Regions from separate parts of the Mus musculus genome. Here region 1 is linked to region 2. The links are chromatin contacts, called in public Hi-C maps. All regions are on one chromosome and are shown on one strand. The core of a region is the stretch at or near the end of the contact, and the rest is flanking DNA. Distances in the headings are between cores, read along the strand shown. Region 1 has its middle 58 kb from the start of Zfand5. Region 2 holds the start of 4930554I06Rik (RIKEN cDNA 4930554I06 gene).

The links. A called contact is a pair of places that touch in the nucleus more often than the background predicts.
Region 1: a Hi-C map of liver shows a contact between it and region 2, with 6 times the contacts expected there. A contact is called at or near these places in 1 of 39 promoter capture datasets (liver) and 4 of 484 Hi-C or Micro-C datasets (all in liver).

The regions. Positions count from the first base shown.
Region 1 is chr19:21,328,815-21,332,069 of GRCm38.p6, reverse strand. No RefSeq gene overlaps it. Among named protein-coding and RNA genes, the nearest start is that of Zfand5, 58 kb to the right of the region's middle.
Region 2 is chr19:21,103,021-21,106,252 of GRCm38.p6, reverse strand. It overlaps 4930554I06Rik (RIKEN cDNA 4930554I06 gene), which reads right to left and starts at 1,543. Exons shown (of 2, transcript NR_126458.1): 1 at 1,501-1,543; 2 at 715-1,260.

The sequences.
Region 1 (3,255 bases), core at 345-2,844, 230 kb before region 2:
TGAGATGCACTGGAGGATGGACGTACCTGCTAGGTTTTCCTCAGCATGGGTGTTTACAGTATAAATGATCCAGCAGTTTAAGAGGCCACGTGAAGCCAGCTTTAAATAAATTCGCGTTGGCTCTGGACAATGTTAGGCCATCTGAAACTTGTGCTTGGGGTGGGGTGGCTGTCAAGCCTATCGAAGCAAGCAAAGACGGACTCTCGAACGAAACATATCATTTTTAGGGAGTGGAAAGAGGAGAAGCACACTCCCAGAAGAACTCGGAGAGATGACAGCAACGTAAAGCAAGAAGCTCTAGATTTATAATTAGCTCTTCTACTTAGGAGCCCTGTGGACCTGTGCCATTTACCTAACCACTCTGAGCCTCTGTTAACATTTGAAGTGTGGTAATGACAGTCATGGTACCCACTGGGAAGGTCATGGAAAAGATCCCACTGGGAAAATGGCACAGGACATCTTGTACCTGTAATAAATCTTTACAGAAATCTCTACCGTCCTTTCCATGGGCCTAAAGGTGATAATAAAGGGGAGAGAGGGGCTTAAATATTTGCAAACTTATTTACTCTACAGTACTCTATGAACATCCTGTGTTCCCCAGCCTTCCTGCTAAGAATTAGAGTGTTCATCCAAATGCTTAAATGATGACAAATATTTAATTGTCATGCTTGGAGTTAGCATGTGGCATGTAAATAAATGTGCAAATAAATGGTAGTGAGCCTGTATGTGTGTTTCTGGCACTTAAGCTCTTTGTCCTGCTCTAACAGCATATTTACAAAACACCTATTTATTTCATAAGACTCTGGAGGCTGGGAAGCTCAAGGTCAAGTGGCCATCACGTTCTGTCTCTGGTGAGGACCTGTGTGTGGATTTTCTTTGGACCCCCTTGCTATATAGTCATACCATGGATAGGGACAAGAAAACTCTCTGAGGATTCGGAGGCCTTATTTTTTTTTTTAAAGATTTATTATTCATTTAGTGTGTGTGTGTGTGTGTGTGTGTGTGTGTGTGTGTGTTTGTGTGTGTTAGGCGAATAGTTGCCCAAGCAGGCAGTGAAAAAGTATAAGATCCTCTTGAGCAAGAGCTTCAGGTGGCTGTGAGCTGCTTGGCATGGGTCCTCGGAACTGAACCTAGGTCCTTTGGAGGAGGAGCAATTCTTCTGAATTGCTGGGCCATCGCTCTAGCCCCTGCTAGGACTCTTCTGTAAGGACTCGGATCCCACTCAGGAGAGCTCCACTTTTGTGTGCTCATCACCTCCCAAAGGCTGGCCACTTATTAGAGTAGTGTATTCTGAGGTGACACACACACTCAGACCATAGCAGCACAGGTTGGCGGTGTTCCAAAGGATAAGGAATTACTTATTAGCAGTCCACAGTCATTGAAAGTTCACTTGGAGTTTGAAATATGGTACAGCTTGCTCTGTATTCTCAGTATTGGGCCAGGAAACAACTACCATTTTTAACCTGAGAGAAAACTGGAATTAGGAGGGGTAACACATTCTATTTGCTGTTGCCCAAAAAGTGATTGGCAGATTGGGCTCTTCAGGGTCCAATAGTCTGCTTGCAAGGGTACTGAGCCAGGATTTTGTGTGGTAAAGGTTAGAGGTGGACAGGAGCTGTAAAGGTCGCAGCAGTAAAGGTCTTCCTTAGGCCACCTCCCACACCATGTTTATAATGTCATGGGTCCTCTCTAAATAAGACCCTCAGGATGAGACTAATTACTTGGGTGTAGAGAGTATAAGCCTCCTCTTAAGTTTTTCAGGACAAGCCCCGAAGAGAGAGAGAGAATGAGAGAGAGAGAAAGAGAGAGAGAATGAATTGGGGAGGGGACATGGGGGTAGGTTCACACAAATTCTTTCACTTGTGGACAAACACTCGGTTAATTCAGAGCAGGGGACAGTTTTTCAGGGAACCTAGAAAGCGATGCCTTAAAAAGCTGTCTGCCTTGTTTTGTTTTGTTCTGTTTTGTTCCCTCTCTCCTCTCACCTGTTTGCCCTGGGAGATGAAATAGTTTTGGTCCGCAAGCTGTCGCCAGGGAATGGAGCAAGACTTTGTGTAATAAACAAGAACACCTGCCAGGGCCCCCAGCGAGTCGCCAGACTGCCAAGGAAACCTGGCCTGGTGACAAGGTCCATTCAACATGACAGGGGTCATTGAAGAGTCTGGCTACTTGCTGGGGCCTTGGCAGAACACCTATCCCAGTTCCATGAGGGACAAATGTGGCCTCCCTGTGCTGAGCCCTGCAGATCCTCTGAATATCACCAGCCTGAGTGGTTCAGAACCTAAGAGAATAAGAAGAAAGAGAAAGAGAGAGAGAGAGAGAGAGACAGAGACAGAGAGACAGAGACAGAGAGACAGAGACAGAGATTGAGAGTTTTCATATGTGCCAAGCACTTGTGACAGCTCTATAGGAAAAAAATATATATGTATCTAGGGCCTTCATCACATTCCCAAGGATCCAGAACTCTGACAAGAGAACCACATGCAACATGTCCTGGCCTTCTAGAGAAGAACAGCTGGCTCCCAGCTTTTACATCTGGAGCAGTAAGGCTAAGGGTGTCGACCTGCCATCCTCTTATGAAACCAAGGCATTTATGAGACCACAATATGGGATTGTAAAGTTTAGCTCTAACCTCCACCCTTTTCTAATCTACGCCTAATCCTTCTTAAACCTTGCCTGGCCCTGGCCACTAGGAACCACTGCCAGTCAACACCAAGGGAGCCGCTGCTTATTCATCTGAGGTCTAAACCCACTGCTCCGGAGCCACAGAAATCAAAGGGTGCTGGAACGGCCACCTGCTGATGAACGGTAAACAACAGGGTTGTCAGGACCCACTGGGCCCAGGGTTGGACCACAATCCCTCTGTAATGCCAGCTCACAGAAGGTCAGGGCTCCTCCTTGGGAGATGGCTGGAGACATGCGCAGATGCTTCATGCAAGTAGCTGGGAATGTAGACACAGCTGCTCCTTTTGGGTCCCTTTTCCTGGCTGTCCTTTCAAACCACAATAGGGCCCTGGTGACAGTGCTCCATGCCAGACAGCCCCTCAGCCAGTTTAGATTGTTTGAACAGCACTTTCCAGATTATTCGGCGAGAAGCCTCCGATGTGCGTGGATGAGGCCGAGCAGAACACATGGTCTGACCCCTATTTTTACCAGAGCTGTTGTTTTCGATATGTTTTGTATCCGAGGGATTTATTAGAGACATTGTTTTGGGAGCAAGAGGGAAGAGGAGCAGGATTCTATTCTAAAAACTGC
Region 2 (3,232 bases), core at 294-2,793:
TGGCAAGACCCAGTGGGTGGATCATCACCAAAAGAAGGAAAAACATAGTATGAGTTGTGTTTCTATCTTAAAACAAAACAAAAGAAAACAACCCCAAACTGATCAAACAAAACCCCCATTCCTCCTCACATGTCCTCAACCAAAGCTGAGCATCTATTGGCTTGATTTATTCCTGAAACTTGAAAACCTATGTACTCAATTTGGAAGGAGGAAGGCAAAGGGGGTGTGTGGGAGTGGGGACAGACAGAGACAGACAGACAGAAAAAGAGAGACAGAGAAGGGAGGGGAGAGAGAGTGGGGGAGCAGGATCTACAAAATGGTAACATTGAACACCGGAAGAAGAAGAAGAGAGGACCTTGTGAAGATCTAGTCAATTCTCCTGACTGGGGTTCTCATTTTAGGACTCAATTTAACACACTGCCCTGCTCAACCTTTATTGTTTCATTTCCTATGCAACTTGTCTTAGACAGTGGCTTTGTTCTGATGTCTTTAATACATTCCAGTGATTCTCTATGTCAAACAGAGAAGGGGTGGGGCAAAAAAAAAACAAAAAAACAAAAAAACCCCAAAACAAAAAACAAAAAAAAAACCCTCAATGGATACAATTAAACTACCTCTACATGTTCAGATTTTTAAGATCCTACTTAATTGAGCAAGCTCTGTTTTGCAAAACTTAATCTACAAGAGAAGAAATAAAAATTTAAGTCAGTAAGATTAACTTCTCAGTTCATTCGTTTACTTTTAAATGTTGTATTCTGACCCAAAGCATTTCCCCATCCCTCCTGGGTGCTTTAGAAGAAAGTAAATCAGGCGTCTAAACCCAGAAACAAACTCCCGTGGAAAACCAAACCAAATCACGATAAAAACAAGACCAAAGAGAATAACAATAACAAAACTTTCAAATAGCCAGCATGCTTCTAGTTAAGCCAGCAAGGCCTCCGGGTGGGCAGACACAGGTACCCATGGACATTGCGGGTGAAGAGGTCTTCTCTTCTCTTCCTGGTTGTGTCCTGCCCACAGTGTAACCCTAAGCAAACACCCAGCACAGGCCATGGAGAGAAGCTGAGTCAGGCCTTGGCGATGGGCCTAATATCACATTTGAAGTGGGTTTTCTTAAGCACTGGATGAGCAGATTTACCCCTGGGGGTCTTCCCTTGACCCCTAGCTGGTCTTCCTCTTGAGAGCGAGGCTAGACTGTGGCTCCAAAGTCTCCCAACTTAAGAGTCCAGCCCAAGGTGCTCCGTTGCTTGTCCTTGGGTTCTACTGATTTAAAAAACAAAGATCTTCTCAAACCTTGCTTAAAATGGAACCTTCTGGATTCTATCTCCAGACACTACCCCTGTAGCAGCCCTGTGGTGGGGCCCAGGCATCCACCCCGAAACCACAGGTTGATATTCTGGCATTTCCTGGTTTGGCTCTGATCCTTTGGGGTTGTTTACCAGCCCAGCGTGCGCGAGAGCTGCAGCCTTTCCTCAGCCCTCCCCCATGCCAGTGACTCACTCCTGGGGTGGTTACTAGTGCCACTCTGGGCATTGAGGAGACTGCCTGCTCCCTTGATGCCTGCTGGCTTTACTGTTTGTTCCCTCCTTGACTTGTCATAGGAGAGTATGTTATTGTTCCTCTTGCTCCTGCTATCAGACTACAAGGACCAGTGTGGTTTGCATCACAGAAGGGGCGTGCCCTTGGTATTTTCCTGTTCTATCTACTGTACTCAGGTTCTATTATCACGTGATGGGGCGGGGTGGTACTGTGGCCTCCAATAGAACCTTGTGACCTCAAATACCCGCAGATGGTCCCCTCACTTGTTTTCTGAGTCATGAAGGAACCATCCGTTGATACAATCCGACAGTACTCCCGTTTTCTTCCACTTCTTGCTCTATCGGAATTCTGGGCAGCTCTTTCAAAGACTAAAAGTTTGTAGCTGCCTCAGATTATATATTGGAATCCTAGTCCCACAGAGGTGGTGTTAACAGATAAAGTCTATGGAAGGAAGCTAGGATAGGAGTGTGGAGTCCACATTCATGGAATTAATGTCCTTATAATCAAGGCCCTGGAGAACTAGTGACCTCTTGCACCATGAGAGGACACAGAGGAGGAGCCATCTATGACAAAGCAGGCTTCTTTAGAAATCAGTCTGCTAAGTGAACATCCTATCTTCCAGAACTGTGAGAAACAAGAATTGTTCCCCCCCCCCCAAAGCTATCTAGTGTATGGTCTTTTATAAGACATATAACTTATCCTTCTGATGGTTCTACATATGAGGACCTCAACCACTGACATCCATCTACCCACATTCCTGGGTATCTGAGGTAGCTGGGGGTTGTTGCAGTTTGAATGTGAAATGCCTATTGCCAGCAGTTGGTAACACTGTTTTGTAAGAAGGTTATGGAGTCCTTAAGAGAGGGAGCTTCACCAAAGGAATTACATCACTAGGTGTGGGACTTGACCTTGTAAGGGAATAGTCTAGGCTCAGGAAGCCCCAAGACCACGTTCTCTGCACAGTGGAGATTTATTTGCCCCAGAGGGACAAAGGCAGAGAATAAGAGACAAAGACAGGAGATAAAGGTCAAGGAAACAGGAGAAGGGAACAAGGGAGAGGAGGCAGGGGTATGTCCTGGATTGGGTCAGAGGACTACCTCTGGCTAGAGAGGAGACAGACACACAAGCAAAGGGCAGTTTATAAATGTAAAGGGGGAAACGCTGTGTTAGAATGAGGTGTTTAATTTTAACTGTACAGGCTAAGGGGCTTTTGATTGCTGGACTTCAATACTTTGATAGAGCTTGGTGGTCAGCCTCAAGAGGAAGAAGTAGCCAAATAAGAGAATAGACCTTGGAAGCCAGCTTTTAGGGATGTAATCTAATGGCCTTTAGTAAGGCAGAGAGAATGGGGGAAAGGACAAGACCAGGCAGAGTCACGTGTACCATGCTCAGGCTGGCTACAGTCCCTTCAGACATGGTGGAGTTTGGGAGTTTTAAAGGCTTGTTTGTTTGTTTGGGTTTTGTTTTTTAGTAGCAGTTTTTAGTCTGCCTTCTAATCCCTACATACTTTTAAGCTAGAAAATATGATCAACTGATTTAGGTTTCTGCTGCCGTAGCTTCACTAATATGGCTGACTGTATCCCTTCGAACTGTATGTCAAAATAAAAAATAAAACCCATTAAAGCCCATTTTTAAGTTGCCTTTGTCCTAACCAAGGCATTTACTCACAGCAACAGGGAAAATGATGTATAAT